Linked DNA regions of Mus musculus: region 1 is linked to region 2. A link is a contact called in public Hi-C data. All regions are on one chromosome and are shown on one strand. The core of a region is the stretch at or near the end of the contact, and the rest is flanking DNA. Distances in the headings are between cores, read along the strand shown. Region 1 has its middle 75 kb from the start of Gm35179. Region 2 has its middle 55 kb from the start of Gm35126.

The links. Hi-C and Micro-C count contacts between places; a contact is called where the count stands out from the background.
Region 1: a contact with region 2 is called in a Hi-C map of uterus, with 10 times the contacts expected there. The contact joins two enhancer-like sites. A contact is called at or near these places in 16 of 484 Hi-C or Micro-C datasets (adipose-derived mesenchymal stem cells, cerebral cortex, cortical neurons and 8 more).

What each region holds. Positions count from the first base shown.
Region 1 is chr10:23,075,920-23,080,556 of GRCm38.p6, reverse strand. No RefSeq gene overlaps it. Among named protein-coding and RNA genes, the nearest start is that of Gm35179, 75 kb to the right of the region's middle. Within about 2 kb of position 3,291, at least 46 of the 459 cell types and tissues checked have an H3K27ac peak or open chromatin away from gene starts, as enhancers often do. A contact at or near this core is called in uterus, where this site is marked.
Region 2 is chr10:22,919,096-22,923,561 of GRCm38.p6, reverse strand. No RefSeq gene overlaps it. Among named protein-coding and RNA genes, the nearest start is that of Gm35126, 55 kb to the left of the region's middle. Within about 2 kb of position 2,346, at least 7 of the 459 cell types and tissues checked have an H3K27ac peak or open chromatin away from gene starts, as enhancers often do. A contact at or near this core is called in uterus, where this site is marked.

The DNA.
Region 1 (4,637 bases), core at 2,042-4,541, 160 kb before region 2:
TTTATTTATGAAAATCTAACTTTCCCTGATATCTCAGCATTGATAAGGAAGATTGATGCTCTGGCATCAATTAAAGTATTACCGACCTTAATTTTTCTTCTAACACTCTTGAAACCTTATCAGAAACATAATAGGCCCTGTGTCCATAAAACCCACTCTGAAAGGTAAGCTATAACCACTACCTCTTATTTTTAAAATTAGATATTTTCTTTATTTACATTTCAAATATTATTCCCTTTCCTAGTTTCCCTTCCAAAACCCCCCTATCCCCTCCCCCCATCCCCTGCTCCTGAACCCACCCACTCCCATTCCTGGCCCTGGCATTCCCCTATACTGGGGCATTGAGCCTTCACAGGACCAAGGGCCTCTCCTCCCATTGATGACCAACTAGGCCATCCTCTGCTACATATGCAGCTAGAGCCACAAGTTCCACCATGTGTTTTCTTTGATTGGTGGTATAGGTCCAAGGAGCTCTGGGGGTACTAGTTAGTTCATATTGATGTTCCTCCTGTGGGGCTTCAGTCCCCTTCAGCTCCCTGGATATTTCTCTGGCTCCTTAATTGGGGTGGGTCCTTGTGCTCCATCCAATGGATGACTGTGAGCATCCACTTCTGTATTTGCCAGGCATTGGCAGAGCCTCGCAGAAGACAGCTATATCAGGCTCCTGTCAGCAGGCTCTTATTGGCATCTGCCTAGTGTCTGGGTTTGGTGGTTGTTTATGGCGTGAATCCCCAAGTGGAACAATCTCTGGATTATCTGTATCCACACTTTGGTCTTCCTTCTTCTCCAATTTCATGTGTTTTGCAAATTGTATCTTGAGTATTCTAAGTTTCTGGGCTAATATCCACTTATAAGTGAGTGCATATCATGTGTGTTCTTTTGTGACTGGGTTGCCTCACTCAGGATGATATCCTTCAGATACATCCATTTGTGTAAGAATTTTATAAATTCATTGTTTTTAATAGTTGAGTAGTACTCCATTGTGTAAATGTACCACATTTTCTGTATCCATTTCTCTGTTGAGGGACATCTGGGTTCTTTCCAGCTTCTGGCTACTATAAATAAGGCTGCTATGAACATAATGGAGCATGTGTCCTTATTACCGGTTGGAACATCTTCTGGGTATATGCCCAGGAGAGGTATTGCTGGGTCTTCCAGTAGTACTATGTCCAATTTCCTGAGGAATCGCCAAACTGATTTCCAGAGTATTTGTACCAGCTTGCAATCCCACCAGCAATGGAGGAGTGTTTCTCTTTCTCCACATCCTCGCCAGCATCTGCTGTCGCCTGAGTTTTTGATCATAGCCATTCTGACTGGTGTGAGGTGGAATCTCAGGGTTGTTTTGATTTGCATTTCCCTGATGACTAAGGATGTTGAACATTTTTTCAGGTGCTTCTCGGCCATTCATAACCACTACTTCTACCTCCTCCTCAAAACAAGTTTAAAAGCTAATACAATATTCAGAAATTATTCTATGTATTGCAAACCACAATTCACTCAAAATCATTCAGATAGTTACAGAGATTTTAGCTATAAAGAATTCTCAAGTCTTAAAACATTTAAAATAACTTTAGGAGATTTCAAAATTTTAGAAGATAATCTACTGAATTGAAGTACTTATGACTGCTTGTCATTAACACAGCACAATTTGGAAAGCCAAATAAACCAAATCTGTTCAAAGATTTGAGAATAACATAGTCATAATTCCTACAGATAATGCCACAATATTACAGCTAAGACATCTCACATCAATACACAGTGGCCTACAAGCCAATTTAATCAAAATTTCTACTTCAAAGGAGAACTGTGTTTAGGATAACATGGTAGAAACTATAAGAACACTGGAAGTTTGCTCAGTTTCTAGTCAAGAACACATTTCGTGATTATCATCCAACCACCTGAATTGTATTTTCTTCACTGGAACCAACACATTTACAAAGGACAAAGAATATTAGGAAATAAACATGTGAATGCATCCGTCCTCATCACCAAACAGTGCGACTATGAAATGTAAGCAAACTAAAACTATTTAGAAATCAACGAACTATCTAATTTTACTTGAGGACATTATGAAACTTGAATGAGTGCATATTGGTGATTTTAATAAACACTGGAGCCATTATGAAAAGTAGTTTTTCCTAAGAGTCTAATTCTCTGACTCAGCATCTCCAAGGCAAACGCTCAGGGCCTGGAAGAACAAAGGCTAGCCAGTAACGGATGCACCACTTGGTCCTCCTATCGCTACACTCTGATACTCAGATACGTATGTTCATCTGTGCATGTACATGTTTATATGTGCCCTCCATGAACATAACAATGGAGAGGCAACAACCAAGCTTTAGATTGGCAATATTCTACAAAACTATATATATAACTACTGAAAAAAAAAAAAAAGACAAAGAACCAAGTGGATGATGTGCCCTGCACTTATAGAAGGATACGTGTAGGGAAAGCCTAGAAAGAGATGAGAGGGCAAAACTACCTTACTATTGTATGTAATGATTCCCGTTATTTTTCACTGAGTTTATATAATAATTAGAAATCCTTCTTAAGTGGGAAAATCAAATCTTTTTCCTAAAAAGCAGTATACAGTTTGGTGTGTCTTTCCCACACAATTTTGAAAACTCCCATATAGTTAACTCAAATATGCAGAGTTGGAGAAATTTCAGTTTTCAAAGAAAGACCTCTCAAGTTTCAAAATACATTAAATAATTTAAAATAAGGTTGTTGGGTTTTTTTGTATTTTTTTTTGTTTTTGTTTTTTGTGTTTTGTTTTGTTTTCGTCACAAACTAGGTTCCATAAACTTACTGCCTGACTTTTTAACTTGAAGTTAAATTCTTTGGGGAAGTGGTTTAGCATTAAATCTCTCTTGTTGCTTACCAACCATCTCTGTCCTTTCTTTTGGTTTCACTTTGTTGGCTGTTGTTGTTGTTGTTGTTGTTGTTATATCTCTAATTCATTTTATCATCATTTTATCAACATTCTAGGGTCTCAGGAATTTGAAAATGCTAGGAAAACAGATTCAGAACTGCATTAAAACTGGTAAAAACAGGTTTGTAAATAAAAGACATTTTGACCATTCTGAGAGTTTCCTTGAATCATCTTGGTTTCCCTTATTTATACTAAGATTAGTTTAATAATTCTTTTAACTTGGAAAAAAATCTTCTGTTTCTTCTCTCTGTGAACCAGAAAGATTGGCTTCCCTGAGGAATGTGAAGACACGGTTAGTTTATTGTGTTTAAAAGAGACTTAGGGAGGAGCCGATAAAGCCGCCTTACATCGCGAGAACAGTGTTGAAATCAACCCTGGCTACACAGAGACGCGGCCGGGACCTGGACACACAGGAAATGCCCTTTTACTAAGGTTCTCCAGCCGGACAGAGCATCTGCCTTTAGTAGAAAGGGGGTGGGCAAGGTGGACTTCACCGTGGCCATGACCTTCTGAATTTGAGAAAGGAAAATGGATTTCAGTGGAAAGGCAATCCAAGTTCTGCTTTCTGTCTTTTCTACCTCCTGTTTTGTTTTGCGTTCGTTCCCCCGTCTCCCCTTAATAACAGCAATGGAGAAGGCCCTTTCGTAACAGGCAATAAACCTCGGTCCAGGTTACCAAGGAAATGAAGGCTGCAATGCACGGATGTATTTGGCAGCAGAGCCTTGGGAAGAGCCCACGGGGCTCTGGAGATGGAAGCAGGCTGAGACTGGCTGGGGACGAACCAGGACTTTCTCCTTCCCAGTCTCAGTCCACCCACGTGAGAGGAAACACCTACCTTCGTCTCTTTTCTCAGTATCCCAGCCCACGGTTTACAATTTTGACACATCCAAATATACAAAGTTAGGTTATAGATTTATCAGTAAAAGGCATAGCTTTCAAATCCAAGTATTATTCTCTTGTTTAGTTCCTTGAGTTTGCTCTATTATCTGTAACTTAATCTAAATTCACACTTATTGTCCTTGAAAGTGACTTTTTCTCTAATGCCTTATTCTCTTTTCGTAGAACAGAATAGAATAGAAGGCACATTATCTGGAAGAATGTTCGTGAATAAAGATGCTATATGAAGGGGGTTTCCAGCATCTGAAACTGGTATTTATATTTCATTGTTTTACAATATGCTGACATGAAAATTGTTTTCTTTTCTTCCTGTAATATATTATGTAGTATTTCTGGCATACAAATATGGGTGGATACCATCCATCTTAAGAAATTAAAATTTTGCTGTTTGAATTAAAGACTCTGTTATATACCTGTACTTGCTCAAATCCTTTCCCCCAGTGATTATCACTCTCTCCCCCGGGGTTCATCCTTATCAACCCTTTGATGCACTTTCACTGATCAGAATATTTGCACCTGTGTGGTTCATCCAGTAAGCAGAAAAAATGAATGGGCCTGATGATCTTAGCCCATATGAAGGCAGAAGCAGAGGTAAAGGCTGGATCATGGGGCAACTTTAAGCTTCATGGCCCCTTAGTGAGTCCCTGGTTTGTTTTTTTAATTTAAGTAAGAAGGCTGGCCATGTACCATGTAGAGCTTAGCTCCTGAGAGGCCTTGAGTTTAGTCCTCAGAATCAGTGGGAATTGGTGACGTTGGTAAAGAAAAATCAATACAATAAAAAGTTCCTTCAAAAGATTAATAAAATTGG
Region 2 (4,466 bases), core at 1,097-3,596:
AAAAACTATATTGTGGGATAAAAAAAATATTTGGAAAGCAGATTTTAATAAGAAAGAGCCAAATGTTTTTCATTCACTCTGTCTTCTGTCTGTGTCTGTCTTTCTCTGTCTCATGTTCTATCTATTTATCAGATTTTATTTTATTTTATACATATAATATGTTTGGGTCAAATTCACATCCACTTCCAATCCCTCCCTATCTCTCTACTTCTCTACTTTTCGTGTGTGTGTGTGTGTGTGTGTGTGTGTGTGTGTGTGTTTAGTACCCTCTGAGTTCATTTAGTGCTGCCTGTGAGTACTATGTACACAGGCAGTTTCTAAGGCTCTGTAGCATTAAAGAAAATCACTCTCTCTGCCTGAGAAGTAACCAACTGCCTGATAGGGGTGACACTTAAGACTTTCCCTAATCCATTCTGGGCCTTGGCTTGGTCTTACACATGGAACCACAGCCATGGGAGTTCATATGTACAATGGCACTGTCAAGTTTGACAAATCCGATGTCACTGCAGCCATCTGCTCTCTCTGGCTCCTACAATCTCTTGTGCACTTGTTCCTGAGCCTTGGTCTAAGGGTGTGATATAGAAGTCCCATGAAGAGATGGCAACTCCCCAACCTCGTATTCTCTGCACTACAAGTTGGTGGCTTGAGAGTCTCTCTATTAACTGCCACCTGCTACAAAAACATCTTGCATGAAGATCGAGAGATGTACTAATCTATGGATATAAAGATAACAACTTACCAAAGACATAAGCAATGTGTTCAGTAAAATAAGAGAAAAAATTCCCTATGTTACTGGTGGACAAACAGTAGGAAGAAAAGAAGGGTTGCAAGCAGGCATCCTGCTGATTGGGGGAAGATTTGCTTGTGAGAAACTGAAGGCTCAACCCCTAAGAATGCCTGACCAACGCGACCAAGTCTGGGACAGGGCGTTTTGTTTGACTTTGCAGTGCAAGAAAATGAAAGCTTTTCAAACCGCTGGGCTAAAACCTTAAGGAGTGCGACAATTCTTCGGAGTTTTACAGCACAAATGTGCTTGGAGAATGTTTTCATCTTGCCTTTACTCCTTCGGAACCACGTGAACTTGCTGTCTCTCCAAGCAAGGCCAGGAAACCCAGGCAAAGGAGACTGAAAGTGTAGCTCAGTGGGTGAGCACTTGCTCAGCAATCTCAAGGCTTTAGAATCAAACTCCAGAAATTAAAAAAAAAAAAAAAAAGGAAAGAAAGAGTGAGAAAGAAAGGAAGGAAGGAAGGAAGGAAGGAAGGAAGGAAGGAAGGGAGGGAGGGAGGGAAAAGGAAAAGGAAAAGGAAAAGGAAAAGGAAAAGGAAAAGGAAAAAGAAAAAAAGAAACAACAATAATAACAAAAAGACAGATGAAACCATTAAAAAAGGTAATTTGGCCAGTTGCACGTCTTTTAATGTTAAGATGCTTTGAAAGCACTTTTTTCCCGTCAAAATATTTTCAGGGTCAGGGGACTAAAGGACCCCGAGTGAGCAGAAAGATTTAAAGCATCCTGCAAATTAAGCTCCTTCCTCTCACAGACATATTAGAGTCTTTGAGTCTTTAATATAATTTAAAGCGATTGTCCTGAAGGAAGGTCAGACATTTTCCACAGTTACACTGAAATAGTTGACCTGCCCGAGGAAACTAGAAGAATTTCAAGGGTACATTTCAAGACGCTGTTTCTGTTGATAACAGTGTTCCAGAATTTATATTTATTAATATTGCTTTATTTTGGTCAGACTCCCTCAGGAAATCCTGAGGAGTGTCAGTTGCTGGCATATTTTATCTCCGATAGCTCCATCCCTTTGGTCTTGCACCCTGACTGCTAGGATGAAGCGTACCTTTGAAAGCCTTTAATAGAACTGAGGATGACAGCAAGCAGGGATTTCAACACTCGAGGAACACAATCCATCTACTTTCTCCAGTTATCATTAAAATGTCTTCTAGACGTAGGTCATAACTGGAAACCTATAAATGATGCCTGTATAGCAAGCCCTTCCCACAGAGCTGGGGTCCCAAGTGATTAAAATTTATCACACTGTCCTTACAGCTACAAATACGGCTGATCTGTGTCATTACTTAGAAAGTACTATTCATAACATTTTGATTTCAGTCCAAATAGTTTTCCCCATGAATTTCCCATAAAATACTCTTGATCTTTTTCTTAAAAGGTCTAATCCACTACTTCTTTGAAAGAACAAAGAAAGAGGTCGATTGTTCTCTCCTTTAAATTTTGTTTAGTGTGATATATTTATTGCCTAGTGGGATGTATCTAATCTTCCTCTGGCTTTTGCTGAGAAAGTAATTGGGCTCGAGCTTAATCTCTTACAACCTGAAGGCTGTAAGCACTCTCATGACCTGAAGCTATGCTGCTCTGCATGTGGTGCTATTAAAATGATATGTAACCCACAAGACCTCATATTCCAGCGAAGCTTTGGTTTTCCAAGATGCACACTTGGAACGGACCATGTTGCACTTCCATTAGACAGCACAACACACACTACAGTGGTGTAAAACAAAGTCTTTTCATGGTAGAAGTTTGTTTAAACACCAGAGCAGGAACATTGCTTTTCAATCTCCCGGTCTAGAGGTCTGATGTCATTCCACAGAGCTCTCTGGCTCCAGTGTTCTGGCTATCCCTGCCGCTGCCACACAGCGCACAGGGCTCTCGTAGGTGTTTCACCTAGGAAGCCCCACACTCCATTGATCTGTTCATCGATAAGGAGGGAACATAGCATCTGCTTTTCTGCCCTAAGATTCATCTCTCTGAACATTATTTTGAGATAATGCTGACTGGAAAATTCTGGTTTGAGCTTTTGGAACTGCTCTCTGAACTCTGGAACTAAGTGTACATTGTAATAGCACTAAGAGATTAGGAAAGAAACAAAAATAAGATATGGGAGGACATGAATGCCTGCCGTATATAGATGAGAAACGGATTGAATTATTGTCATGATTCTGATTCTTAATTATATACAGTTCAATTTGTGAATTGTGTCCTGACCCCACCTCTCTCACTCTCTCTTTGTGTGTGTGTGTGTGTATGTGTGTGTGTGTGTGTGTGTGTGTGTGTGTGTGTGTGGTGTGTGCAGCTCTCTGTCTCCCTCCCTCCCTCTCCCCCCTCTCACACACATACACACATATTCTTGTATAGTTAATATTCTTATAGTTACTTTACAAAAGATGCTATTCAATAACACCTCCAGAATTTGACCTTGAAGTTTCAGAGATAAAGGAGTGGGGGGGAGGAAAGTGACTTATTTCACTAGAAATTCTGCTGAAAAGACTACTAAGGGGTTAAGTAGACAAATTTCCAGGTCTTTTTTTTTTTTTTAATTTTCAAAACAAAATGTACTAGTTCTTTGCATTGCTAACATAGTTGGCTTTGTGCAACTTTTGGAGCAAATTTCTTGTTGTATAATTATCTTTCAGCTTAAAGTCATTTTGTGATGGGAACAACCAAAAGAAGCCAGCTGGTGGCAAGCAGAGCTGGGACAGACATGGTGTTAAGAGGAAGAAAACAATGAATCAAAGTGATTTCATGAACCCTACCATAGCAAACGCCAAAGAGCTGACTTATTTTTCCATGTAAATATCTTATAATATCAACTATTCCTATGGATAAGGGAACCATTGGCTGTGGCTTGACATGAACTTGCTGTCTGAACACATTTTGCTACAGATTAAAAATCTGGAAAAGAACAGTAGTGCACATAAGAGCACGAAGTGCAGAATTTCTGATTATGGTGGGCACTGCATGGGACAAACTGCAGGGGATGTTTCTATTGTGGTCAGTGCCGGCAATTGAACCCAAGCCCACTACCACTGAGCTGGGTCTCCAGTCCCAGAAACTGCTGTGATGCTGTGATTCTGGGTCTTTTCATTTTGCCCTTCTATATAACTAACTGTGCTGAAAAGGCTGCACACACAGGCCTGAGAACTTCACAACCACACAGATTTCTAAGACTGGGAGCAGAACTTGCAGTCAAATCAACCAGTTTCTTTGTAGGATAGCAAAGACCCCATTCACTGAAGTTTTCTCTCTCTTTTTAATATCAGTAAATTTACTGAAATTCTTTTAGAAGATATGTGTACCACGAAACATACATAAAAATCCTAAGCATCTTTAGGAACACAGACTTTAGAACTAGATCCAAGCTGAAAGGTCTAAGCTCTCTAGCCCCACCAGCAGGTGAGATATCCTGAAGTCACACAGCCTTCCACTCCACCTGCATAAGAACTGTCTCTCCCACCCTCCTTCCTCACAGTGAGATATCAACCCTTTGGTCCTTGTATACGTTTAACAGCAGAAAGCATAAGCCTTTTACGTTTAACAACAAGGTTCTTTCCTCTGTGTAAAATACTTTTTATTCCAGTGATTTTTTTTCTTCTTTAGACATGGTTTTTATATCCTCTTAACAAGCAGAGAGCATGTGCTTAAAATACAGTGGCCAGCTACAAACTCA